4 separate regions of the Mus musculus genome follow, and regions 1, 3 and 4 are each linked to region 2. A link is a contact called in public promoter capture Hi-C data. All regions are on one chromosome and are shown on one strand. Each heading gives the region's core, a stretch centred on a gene start, on an enhancer-like site or on the middle of the called end of the contact. The rest is flanking DNA. Distances are from core to core; before and after follow the strand shown. Region 1 holds the start of Anks3 (ankyrin repeat and sterile alpha motif domain containing 3). Region 2 holds the start of Zfp263 (zinc finger protein 263). Region 3 holds the start of Nagpa (N-acetylglucosamine-1-phosphodiester alpha-N-acetylglucosaminidase). Region 4 holds the start of Cdip1 (cell death inducing Trp53 target 1).

Region 1 (2,700 bases), core at 88-2,587, 1.2 Mb after region 2:
TTAAACACTCTAGCATTATCCTGTGTTGGTGAAAGCTGGGCCTGGCAGCACAACTTCCAGACGAGGCAGAAGAGTCAAATCCCAAGCCTGCCTGGGCAACTTAGTGAGACTAAAATATTTTAAAAGTAGAAAGATGGGCTGGAGAGATGGCTCAGCAGTCAAGAGCACTGACTGCTCTTCTGAAGGTCCTGAGTTCAAATCCCAGCAACCACATGGCTCACAATCACCAGACAACTACAGTGTACTTAGATTAAAACAAATATGTTTTTAAAAAGTAGAAAGATTGTTGAGGATCTATCTCAGTGATAAGCACTATATATACACAACTTGCAAGGACATAAGTTTACTTTTAAAAGTTATAAAAAGGACAACATACAACAGTTTGCCAGTCTCACGATGAGTGATGTGTGTGGGCTGGTAAGGTGAAAACAAGGCCTGTATCCTGGAAACACCAGCTTCTCCTGCTGCAAGGCCTGCGCTCAAGTAGCACCTAACCTAGTCTGAACCAACAGAATGGACACGTGCTTCCCCAAACTGGAAACCATAGGCGGATTAGCAGAACCCTGGAAGAACTCACACCTGCAACTCCAGCTCTTGGGGGGCTGAGACAATAGGACCGCCTTTGAGTTCAAGGACAACCTGGGTAACATTAGATGCTTACACTAAAAACATCCAACCCGCCAGCGTAGTGGCACCGGCCTTTAATCTCAGCATCTGGGAGGTAGATCTCAGTGAGTCTGTGGCCAGCCTGGTCTACACAGTGAGACACGCCCACAATCTCAAAAAACCAACACCCCCAAAAAATCGATTCAAGTAAAATAAAAGTTTCTATGTCTTCTGCACCTCTCTCTCTCAGAATTTCAGTTGCAGCCCTGATAAGTTATTCTTAAAATTCTTAAATCTTAGTTTTAAAAAAAATTCTATTCTGGAGGCAACTGTCATTCCTCCAAGAGATCCATGAAGGCCTCGAGGGAGCCCCTGCAGCCCAAATGTACGACGCAGTTCCGACCCTAGCGGTCCCGGCGACTATGCACGACCGCAGGCTCCCGTGTGGCTCAGCAGTCTGGCCGACACCTCGCGTGACCCCTTAGTTTAGCACCACGGCGGCGGGCCCGTGTCCCCAAACCCTGCGACAGGCAAACGCCAGGGCTGCCCACCCGAGCAGACTCAGGGCGCCTTGGGCCCCACCTCTCAGAGGGCCCTGCCGCGGCCCGGCCTACCTTGCAAGGCCTCAGGTTCCCGGGCCACCCTCCAGCGACAGCGGCTCGCCCCTCACCGGCCGACAGCCCTGCGCCCGGCCCACCCCGGAAGTAATCCTCGCACGGCGCAGAGCATCCCGGGAAGGTGACGGACGTTCTGTTATTGACACGCCACAGCAGCCCATGAGATGGCAGATACCGGCCCATTCGCTCGGGAGCCAATCCTGAGGCAGAGAGGCAGGCGGCGAGTCGCCAGGCCGCCGTGGGTGGCCGTACTCAGCACGGGGACAAGGCAAGTGGGCGGGCGGAGCGGCTGAGGCAAGTGGGAGACCGCGGAAACCCACGCGACGATGGGTGGGTCCTGGCTGCGGGTGGCAGGGAATGAGACCCTCCCCTCGGCTCTAGCACGGACTGCCTCGTCCCGCTGCCTTCCAGTTCCCTTGACAACGACGCCTGGCGCGGGGCGGGGCGAGGCGGGGCCAACTGGCTTTGAGGAGAAACACTGAGCCGCTCGGTCTTCTGAGCTCCTCCATGCTCTTTCCTCTGCGGGTCAAGCCTTCCTTCAACCCTCCCCGCCTTGCACACCTAAAGGACGATCAGTCCTGGGCGGCCCCCTTCACTTCGGTGATTCTGTGTCCTACCGCCAAAGCCCCTGGTAGGAAACATCTTTTGGTGCGTATACCAAAAGCGTCTCCACCTGTGGTTCCCAATTCAGGACAGCCAAGCACCCGTCCTTGCTCAAATGCCCTAAGACCCCACTCACTCCTCTGACGCAGCTCTGGTTTGGCACCGTTAGCTGATCTGCTTGGTCCGCTTGCTAGGCCTTCACCCACAATCCTAAAGTCCCTCTGCCCCTGAGGACTGAACGTGTTTTCTTTAGGGTGAGATATAAAAGGTGGAGCTGAGCCAGCGACTGGATTATAGAGACTCATTTGAGTGATGACTAAAAAAAAAAATCTCTTGAATAATGGATCTTAAACCTCTAATTCTAAAGATTATTTTTAATTATATTAATGAATTAGTTTGTATTTTAATTATGTGTATGGGTGTGAAGGTGGGTATGTGTACTCCAGTGCAGATACGAGTGGACGCCAGAGACGGGCTCTCCCTGAGGTTAAAGTTGCAAGTAGTTGTGGTTTTGGAAACTGAATTGTGATCCTCTATGAGAGCAGTAGAGGACACCACCATCTTGTGCACTCATGACTGCACATACCCACACATACAGTCCTGCTACCAAGTGACATAAGTTTGCAGAACCAGAAGGAAATGGGTAGAAACTAGAATTTTTGCGGGTGCATTTTCATCTACAGCTGATCAAGGCTTTGGGAAGGCTACCAATGCTAGTTTCTCCTTGAACACCCAGACACTGCCACCTCACCTTGTGTGCTCCACAGGACTCCTTGATGATGACAGACGGTGTCCTTTGAGTCCTGGCCCCCATGACATCCAAAGACAAAGCAGTGATGTCCTTGCCAGTTTCTCCCTGGGATGCCATCCTTGA
Region 2 (2,700 bases), core at 46-2,545:
GGAAAGAAAGCAGGGAACTGAGTGGTAGGCAGGGTTTATACAAGATTTCTTAATCTTCCCACCACAGCTTTCCAGGGTGAGGATTGGTAGAATTTCACTGAGCTTGAAGGAGATCAGAGACTGATGAGTTTGCTCAGGGCTTGAAGGGTTTCTATACCAAGCTCCAGGATTAGTGGGTTTTTCTGTTCAGGGTTGGTGGGATTTATTTATTTTTATCTTTTTGTCTTGTAGGGTGGGGCCAGGCTACTCTTCCTCCTCGGGCCAGGGAATGACAGTAACAGCTATTATTAAACAACTATTAGGGTTAGGGACCATTAAGGAAGTCAGAGGTGGGAGGGACCTGGCTGCTGGAGCTCCTGGTGGCCATTTTCCTGCCTCAAGGTCTTACAAAGTATAAAAAGTTCACAAAGGGAGACCAGAGCAAGGAAGGCTTTCCCTGCCTCTTGAGTTGCAATGAATAGACAACAATGTAAGCATGTGTCCAATAAGTGATTACGGGTTTTCGTGACACACTCCTAGAATCTGCAGACTCCACCACCTGTCTGTGACAGCTGCAGTCTCAGGCCTGGGCTATTCTCTCTTCAAAAAATAAGGAAGTCCGCCTTGGTGTTTCCTTTTCTTCAACCTTCAGGAAAATAGTCAGAGCCGATGATTATGCTAATCCTTAGACCTGCTCTGGGAGATGGCAAGAGCAGTTCATACCCAGAGCGTTCTTCTGGGTCGACCAGCCACCTAAAGATGGAGGACTAGGGACCATCGCTCACAGGGAGGCAAAAGCTCGGGCACGGGTATGTTTATCGTAGCTCGACAATCCATTTAGACCTGCTCAAGCCACAGTGCAGGCGCAATAACAAGGGCGCGCCATGGACTACATTTCCCACCAGCCCCAGGCAGCTCGAGCCCTGGAAGCACAGTCTATTTCCGGTTGTAGGTCTCCGGAGTGTTGGGATCGGCCTTCGGAAAGGTTTTCTTTGTTAAGCTTCTGGGCCCCGACATGACACTCTAGCGCCTCTGGACTCTGGTTCAAGCGTGGCTGAAGAACTTACCTTTTGGCAAACTTTCCTATGCAAATCTGAGCCAGGTTGTCCCCGGGTCACATCCGCCCAGGGATTCCCACCCCTACCGCTTCCCCACCTGGAGGCCCCGCCCATTGCGTAGCCCCGCCCCTCATCCCCATCCGACTTGTTCCCCTCCCGCTCTTTTATGCAAATTTTCCTTGTCCTGGGTGGACCGTGAGTACGTGGTGAGACCCGACCCAATGGGAGACAGCGCAAGGGAAACGTGAACCGGAAGTCCGTCCTGACTAGCGGCCGTTGGCTTATGACGCCTAACTCGCGTGCTGAGGCTTGCGACCCGGGCCCTGCGACTTAAGTTCTGTGCGGGCCTGAGAAGCCGGTCAGGTGGCGACGCTGCAGGCCTGATATTGCTGAGATTGTGACCTGGGTTCCTCCGGCGGGATTTGGAGCCCGGAGTCTCTCGGTTGCTGCAGCCGTGGCCTACTGCTGTACAGAACCCAGGGCGTCTCTCAAGGCGGACGTAGCTGGTGTCGGGACCTAGGCTGGTGTCGGGGCATGACTATGGCTGCGGGCCCAAGCTCGCAGGAGCCAGAAGGGCTCCTCATAGTGAAACTGGAGGAGGACTGTGCCTGGAGCCACGAGGTACCCCCGCCTGAGCCAGAGCCCAGCCCGGAGGCCTCCCATCTGCGATTTCGACGGTTCCGCTTTCAGGACGCCCCGGGTCCCCGGGAGGCCCTTAGCCGGCTTCAGGAGCTTTGCCGCGGGTGGCTGCGGCCGGAGATGCGCACCAAGGAACAGATCCTGGAGCTGTTGGTGCTGGAGCAGTTCTTGACTATCCTTCCCCAGGAGATTCAGAGCAGGGTGCAGGAGCTGCGCCCAGAGAGCGGCGAAGAAGCAGTCACTCTTGTGGAGCGTATGCAGAAAGAACTTGGGAAACTGAGGCAACAGGTGACAGCTGTTTTACCCGTGGTTTGGCCCGGAAGTCATTGTGCTAGCCTCTTCTGTAGTCGAATATACTTGATCGTCCTGAGTACACTTTACAGGAAGGAGAGGGATTTTTTTGTAGCTTATCCTTTCCTTCCAGATTGTTCCCATATGACGACAGTAGGAAGTGAGGAGCACTTCCACCAGTATTTAGTTATGTAGTTAGAAAGCTTCTCACAGGCCTCGTGACTTTGGGCAGACTACTTAATCTGTTTCGTCCTGTTTTTCTGTTGGCTAAAGCACTGTCTGGGAATAATTTTGAGGACTTGGAGAAAAGTATGTCGTTTGGATGACACCTACTGCCACTGCTTTGAGGGGTTTGTTTTGTGACAAAGTCTTACGTAGCTCAAGCTAACTGACTCAGTGTGTAGTTGAGCTTGGCTGCAGAACAGTGGTGGTCCTCCACCTTCAGTCTCCCCAAATTCCGAGTTCTAGGGTTACAGGCAGAGTCTAGATATGTAGCCCAGGCTTAAACTCGAGGCAATCCTCCTGCTTCAGCCTCCCCACTGCTGATTCCCACAGGCATGTGCCACTATCCCAGGCCTATATTTAGTGGATAACACCCAGCATATCTTAGTCAATAGTTTGCAATACAGAACTGGATCTCTGCTAATTGAACTCTGAAAAACAGCTAAGCACCGAGGGGCTATGGTCGCAGCCTGATAAGTTCACCTTATCTAGTAGTGAAACGTGGAAGCAT
Region 3 (2,700 bases), core at 200-2,699, 1.5 Mb after region 2:
TGATCATGACAACAAGTCTGGAAGGGAGTCCAAGAGAGGAGCAAGGGAGATGGCTGGAATGTAGAGAGGTTGAAGGACAGAGCCAGGGAAGAGAAACTGCAGGCGCTGGTCACTGGCAGAAGTTTTAGGATCTGTGAAAACCTAAGATCAACAGTGGTGACACTGGCTGATGTTGAAGGATGAAGAACCAGATACATGGGCAGGCCCAGAAATTGCAACCAAGGGCTGAGAAGAGTTGGGGAAAGCCCACTTCCCAGCCTTGGCAAAAAACGGAACCTTGGAAGAGAACTGGAACACCAGATGGCGCTACCTTCTACTCCTGCCTGCCTGCTGTCAACTCTGGCTGCTGTCAAATTTCAAGAAACACAGAAACTTCCAAAGGCTGCCCTCAACAAGCTCCTTGTCTAACCTGGATTTTTATCAGGACAGCAAAAGGCCTCCAGCTAGCTGTCTGGGACTGCTCCATAAACTCTACACTATTTCCAATTGGTTCCATGGCTTCGTTGAACACGAAATGTTTCTCTAATACTACACAAAGTTCACTAGGGCACAAACTGTGTTCAGGCTCACGGTCGCCTCCCCAAGTCCCCACACACGGCCTGATCACAGATTATTCAGTGGCACATGAATAAACTTAAAGGAAGGAAGGTGTCAGCGTCATTACTCGGAAGAAGAAAGACAGGAAGTTTGGTTAGGGACCTGGACTCGGAGGCATGGCTCTGAAAGAACATCAGAGACCCTTTGCCCTCTACAGCCCCGGGGCTCCCTGCCTCCTCACCCGGTGACTATGGTTCCATCGCGTCGGATACCGAACTGCGCGTTCTGCAGTCCCCCTGAGCTGCTCACCAGCCGCCCGTCGCTCACCACGTTCCCCAAGCACTCGCCAGTGCTCATGCGGAAGAAGCCACCGTTCTGAGCGATGCGGCAACCGGCCGGGACGGCTGTGTCCTCCACAGTAGCGCGGCGCTTCTGCGCGCAGCCCCCGGCTCCTCCGGGCTCCAGCACCGAGAAAGTGCGTAGGGGATCGGCGACCCGCGTCAGGTGGCCGGCCACCGCGCGCCCCTCGAAGTGCGACACGAAGGTGCGCACGGCCGCGTGGTGGCTGGCGCCGGGGTTCGTGGGTGGCGGAGGCCAGCTCTCCTGCTCTGGGCTACCTGAGCGCACCCGGGCGCAGTCTCGCGAGGGACGTCTGCGCGCTAGTGGGTAAGGCAGCAGCAGGTCATCGTCGCGGGAAACCCTGCAGGGACGGGGCGATCGTGAGGTCGGAGGGCTGTGCCTGAGAGCGCTCAGGAAAGGTGGACCCCAGCCAGGCTGGCCCCGGCGGCTGCACTCACCCGAAGCTTAGGCTGCACCACGCCACCCCGAGTAAGCCGAGCAGCGCGGGTATGAGGAACAGCCCGGGCCCCCTGGGCGCCGCCATATTGGATTGGTGCTCCGGTCACGTGGGCTCGCCCCACGTGATTCCAGGCCAGGCTGTTGGGTGCTTTGATTACGCATTCGAATTCCATCAGAGAGGGTAAGGCTGGAAGGGAGATAGATAGCTTTTTATTCTCATATTATGTCAAACTTACAGAAAATTGCAAGAACAGATGCTGGGCCTGTGTAAGTCTGTACAGAACTTGCTTCTCGTGCTTAAAGCCCTAGTTCCTTCTGTGTTGCACAAACCAGAAGTGGTGGCCCACGCCACAACCCCAGCATTCAGCAGAGGCAGGAGAATCGGAAGTTAAGAGGTTGGCTATTCTTGGCTAGTTAGTTAGTTTGAGACCAGTCTGGACTACTTGAGACTTTATCTGAAAGACAAGAAGAGGAAAAGGAGCCTAGGGGGTAAGAGGAGGAAAAGATGGAGGAGGAGGAAGAGGAACTTTTAAGAGTGAAGCTCGAGGCCAGCCTGGTCTACAGAGTGAGTTCCAGGACAGCCAGGGCTACACAGAGAAACCTTGTCTCGAAAAACAAAACAAACGAGAGAGAGAGAGAGAGAGAGAGAGAGAGAGAGGCTTGCAGCCCACTCGTGGTGGTGCACACCTTTCATCCTAGCATTTGCTAGACCTGTCTGACTGGATTAACTCTTGTGTTTTGGGTAGCTTGGTTTATCTTCGTTTTTGTTTAATTTTATTTTTGAAGCAGGGTCTCTGATTTATAGGTAGGCTGGCTTGAAATTCAGTGTGTAGACTGGTCTAGAGCCTCTTGCTTCTACCTAATCCCCAAGTGATGGGATTAAAGGCACAGGTCCCCAACCTGGCCCTGTTTTGGGTATCTTAGAATGACAGGTCTCCACTCTTTCCTCCTCTTGACCAGAAGAAACTAGTTTTCCTCTAGGATATAGGAACGACTGGCGAGATGGCACAGCACATAAATGAACTCGCTGTGCAACCTGAGATGAAGACCCTGAACCCATGGAGAGGAGGAAGAAGAGAATTGGCTGTAGAAAGTCTGATCTACATGTGTGCACCACTGCCTATGCACCCACTTGTATCTCACACACAGACCATAATAACTGACTGACTCAAGCTTTCAGGTGACAAGTGTCCTGTGTTATAGTAAGTCCCGAGCCTGGGATCCTCCTGGCGAGTGTCCCCTTGAAGCACGGCTTGTGCTTCAGTGCTGCCTGTCAGAGGCTGCTCTTCTTAGGGCTTACCCAAAGGCAGAGCCCAACGCAAAGTCCAGTTCCTGACCTCCTCAGGGGCATTGTCAATCTAGTAG
Region 4 (2,700 bases), core at 88-2,587, 1.0 Mb after region 2:
TAAAGGTCTTTCCTGGTTCTAAAAACACATCCTATAGAAACCCTCCAAAACCCTTTGGATCGTCAGGACTGGGAGGCAGACTGATTTTCAAATAGCCAAGGGGAAAAAAAAAATCAATAAGCAACAAGATTTCTAAGTCTAGTTAATAATATGTAAGCTTTACTAGGAATGGAAATATACTATTATCTGCATGTACTTTGGCATGAAAATAAAAGACTGAAGGATAAGTACCCAATAAAGATATTAATTGTACATTCTAGGTGGTAGTCCATAGGTGTGCACTGTAAAGTTCAACGGTTTTTGTATGCTTTGAATTTTTCCTAACTAATGTCAAGGTAGAGGAGGTCTTTGAGATAGTGAGTGACCAAAAATATCTTTCTTATTATGAGCAGAGAGCAAGAAGAGCAGACATGTTCACCTCTTTCTTCCCACCCAACTCTGGTCAGCACCAACAAGCTAAGGACCAGAAAGAGCAGTCCTATTTGCCCAGAAAATGCCCTGTTTGGAGTACACTACAAAACTGATATAAAAACTACTGCATGCCCTCTCCCCAAAGTCCCTGATCCTTACTCCCAAGACACAGATTCTCAGTTCCAAGTGTGCATGAGAATTTCTGGAGAGCTTACTAAATGCAGATTTCTGGGCCTTACCCCATAAATACTCAAATCAGATCCTGGGGAATGGGGAAAGTCCAGGTCTTTCTGATACAGAGGATCCTATCCTGATCACTCCATCTTCCTTGACACCTGTTGAGAGGTCCCAGGAGACCCACCTTCTCCAAGGTCCTGGATGGCTTGGGGCTTCGCCAGCCCCTCGCCTTCCTAACGTCCTGCCGGAGCGCCACGTAGAGCCAAGTCTAGACCTGCAAACCGGCGGGGGAAAGAGGGCGAGACGGCCTCCTCCAGGACCGCCAAGGTCACCCGCGGGTCTCTGAGGCTTACCTCAGGGATCCTCCCCGACCGATCGCCGTTCCTCAACCCTCCATACCCCGAGGAAAATGGCTCGTACAGCCGTCGCTTACAGAAAAGTAGAAAGGCGTGATAATCACCCGAGTGGGCTGGCCCTTCTCTGGCTGATATCCCCTGTCTGCAGGCCCAGTTCGCTCGGGGCCCTGGAATGCTAGCCCTCGCAGCCCCGCAGCTGCAGCCACGCCGAAATCAACTGCCCTGATTTTGCGTGGCGTTTCGGAGGGAACGGACTCCACCACGACAACCCAGGCCCGTTTACCTCGAAATCCAGAAGCCTGAGGCCAGAGGGACAGAGATCTGCAGTGGTCCGGCCCGCTGCTCCGAGGAGCCCCTCTACCAGAGGACTCGCAGCACTCACCGCCCCCGCACCGAGAGGACCCTGGAATTTGTAGTCTTTCGGCGCACCCGCAGCATTCCCTGAGGCGGGAGCCTACAGCTCCCGGCACCCACCGCGCGGCGGGTGAGGGCGGAGCTCGGCGGGCTAGGTCACGCGGGCGGAGGGTTTCGAAGCCTAGCCCCCGCCTCGGCGTGTGAGAGGGGTCCCTTCGGAAGCCGCTTGGAAGTCTCAGAGGTGACTCACCGTCAGTTCCAGCCCCTCACCGGCCAAGCGCTGCCGCAGGAAAGGCTGCCTCAGCCCCGTAGCTGTCCAGAGGGAACCGCAAGGCTGTGGAGAAAGGCCCAACCTCCTGGCCTCTCGCCTTAGGGCGGGGCTTCGCGCCTCACGCAATGAGCTTGGATGACGTCAGTGGAGGCCCGTTGCGGGTGGGAGACGAACGAGTGGTAGTTCCCCAGGCCTTTATGATGGGGGGGGGAAAGGCTCGAAAGAAAGATGGTGGTGCTAGCGCTCCCTCAGGCCAGCCAGCCAGGCGTGCTGCGCACCCCAAGAGTTGAGGGAGAGCTACCACCCTTGCCCTAAGCTGCCTGGGCTTTCATGAAGCTGTGAACCACACCAGCTGTCCCTGCCCTCACACAGATTCCACTCTGACAGACAATACACAAATAAGCCACAAAATGACCAGCATCTCAAAGGAAAGCAACAGGATGTCCCAACAGAATTAGAGTGTTGCCTCTGAGTAGGGAAGGTAGGAAAGGCTATGTTGGGATGAGGTGTGAAGTAAAGAAAGAGACTGGCAGTCGTGGCGCACGCCTTTAATCCCAGCCCTCGGGAGGCAGAGGCAGGCAGGTTTCTTAGTTCGAGGCCAGCCTGGTCTACAGAGTGAGTTCCAGGACAGCCAGGGCTATACAGAGAACTCTGTCTCCAAAAAACAAACAACAACAACAACAAAAAAAAACAAAAACAAAAAAAAAAAGAAAGAAAAGAAAGAAGACTGGTATAGATGAACTTTTGAAAGGCACTTTGGCCAGCAAGGTGAAGACTGGAAGACAGCACCAAGGTCATCAATGAAGTTTGGATTTATTGCACATGGAAACTAAAGCTCTCTTCTTTTTCTTTTGTATTTGTGTGTGTGTGAGGCACGCATGTATGTCAAAGGGCAACTTTCAGGAGTCAGGCCTCCTTCCAGCATGTGGGCTTTGGTTCTCACTCAGGTCTTCCAAAATGGCAAAGACCCATGAGCCATCTCACGGATCCTTTTGTATGTTTAGGCAGGGTGTTCCTCTGAGTCTTTCAGGCTCACAACCATCCTCCTACCGCTCAGTCTGTCAAGTGCTGGGATTACAGGCAGGGAGACATCACAATTTGAGGAGTTTTAAGCATTAGAACTACAACTGA

The links. Promoter capture Hi-C pulls out the DNA fragments that hold promoters and counts their contacts. Capture Hi-C pulls out chosen DNA fragments and counts their contacts.
Region 1: a contact with region 2 is called in a promoter capture Hi-C map of liver, with 2.7 times the contacts expected there. The contact joins the promoter of Anks3 here to the promoter of Zfp263 in region 2. A contact is called at or near these places in 2 of 484 Hi-C or Micro-C datasets (CD4 T cells and CD8 T cells) and 1 of 9 other capture datasets (liver).
Region 3: a promoter capture Hi-C map of pre-B cells shows a contact between it and region 2, with 4 times the contacts expected there. The contact joins the promoter of Nagpa here to the promoter of Zfp263 in region 2. A contact is called at or near these places in 6 of 39 promoter capture datasets (the 3T3-L1 cell line, hematopoietic stem and progenitor cells, liver and 2 more), 3 of 484 Hi-C or Micro-C datasets (B cells, CD4 T cells and Th17 cells), 2 of 115 datasets of contacts at active chromatin or transcription factors (regulatory T cells and regulatory T cell precursor) and 2 of 9 other capture datasets (adipose tissue and liver).
Region 4: a promoter capture Hi-C map of pre-B cells shows a contact between it and region 2, with 5 times the contacts expected there. The contact joins the promoter of Cdip1 here to the promoter of Zfp263 in region 2. A contact is called at or near these places in 1 of 39 promoter capture datasets (pre-B cells) and 1 of 484 Hi-C or Micro-C datasets (CD8 T cells).

The regions. Positions count from the first base shown.
Region 1 is chr16:4,962,900-4,965,599 of GRCm38.p6, forward strand. It overlaps Anks3 (ankyrin repeat and sterile alpha motif domain containing 3), which reads right to left and starts at 1,338. Exons shown (of 17, transcript NM_028301.4): 1 at 1,221-1,338. It also overlaps 4930451G09Rik.
Region 2 is chr16:3,742,804-3,745,503 of GRCm38.p6, forward strand. Zfp263 (zinc finger protein 263) reads left to right here and starts at 1,296. Exons shown (of 6, transcript NM_148924.3): 1 at 1,296-1,964. The coding sequence starts at 1,572.
Region 3 is chr16:5,202,563-5,205,262 of GRCm38.p6, forward strand. Nagpa (N-acetylglucosamine-1-phosphodiester alpha-N-acetylglucosaminidase) reads right to left here and starts at 1,450. Exons shown (of 10, transcript NM_013796.3): 1 at 1,335-1,450; 2 at 779-1,237. The coding sequence starts at 1,420.
Region 4 is chr16:4,788,604-4,791,303 of GRCm38.p6, forward strand. It overlaps Cdip1 (cell death inducing Trp53 target 1), which reads right to left and starts at 1,338. Exons shown (of 6, transcript NM_025670.5): 1 at 1,228-1,338.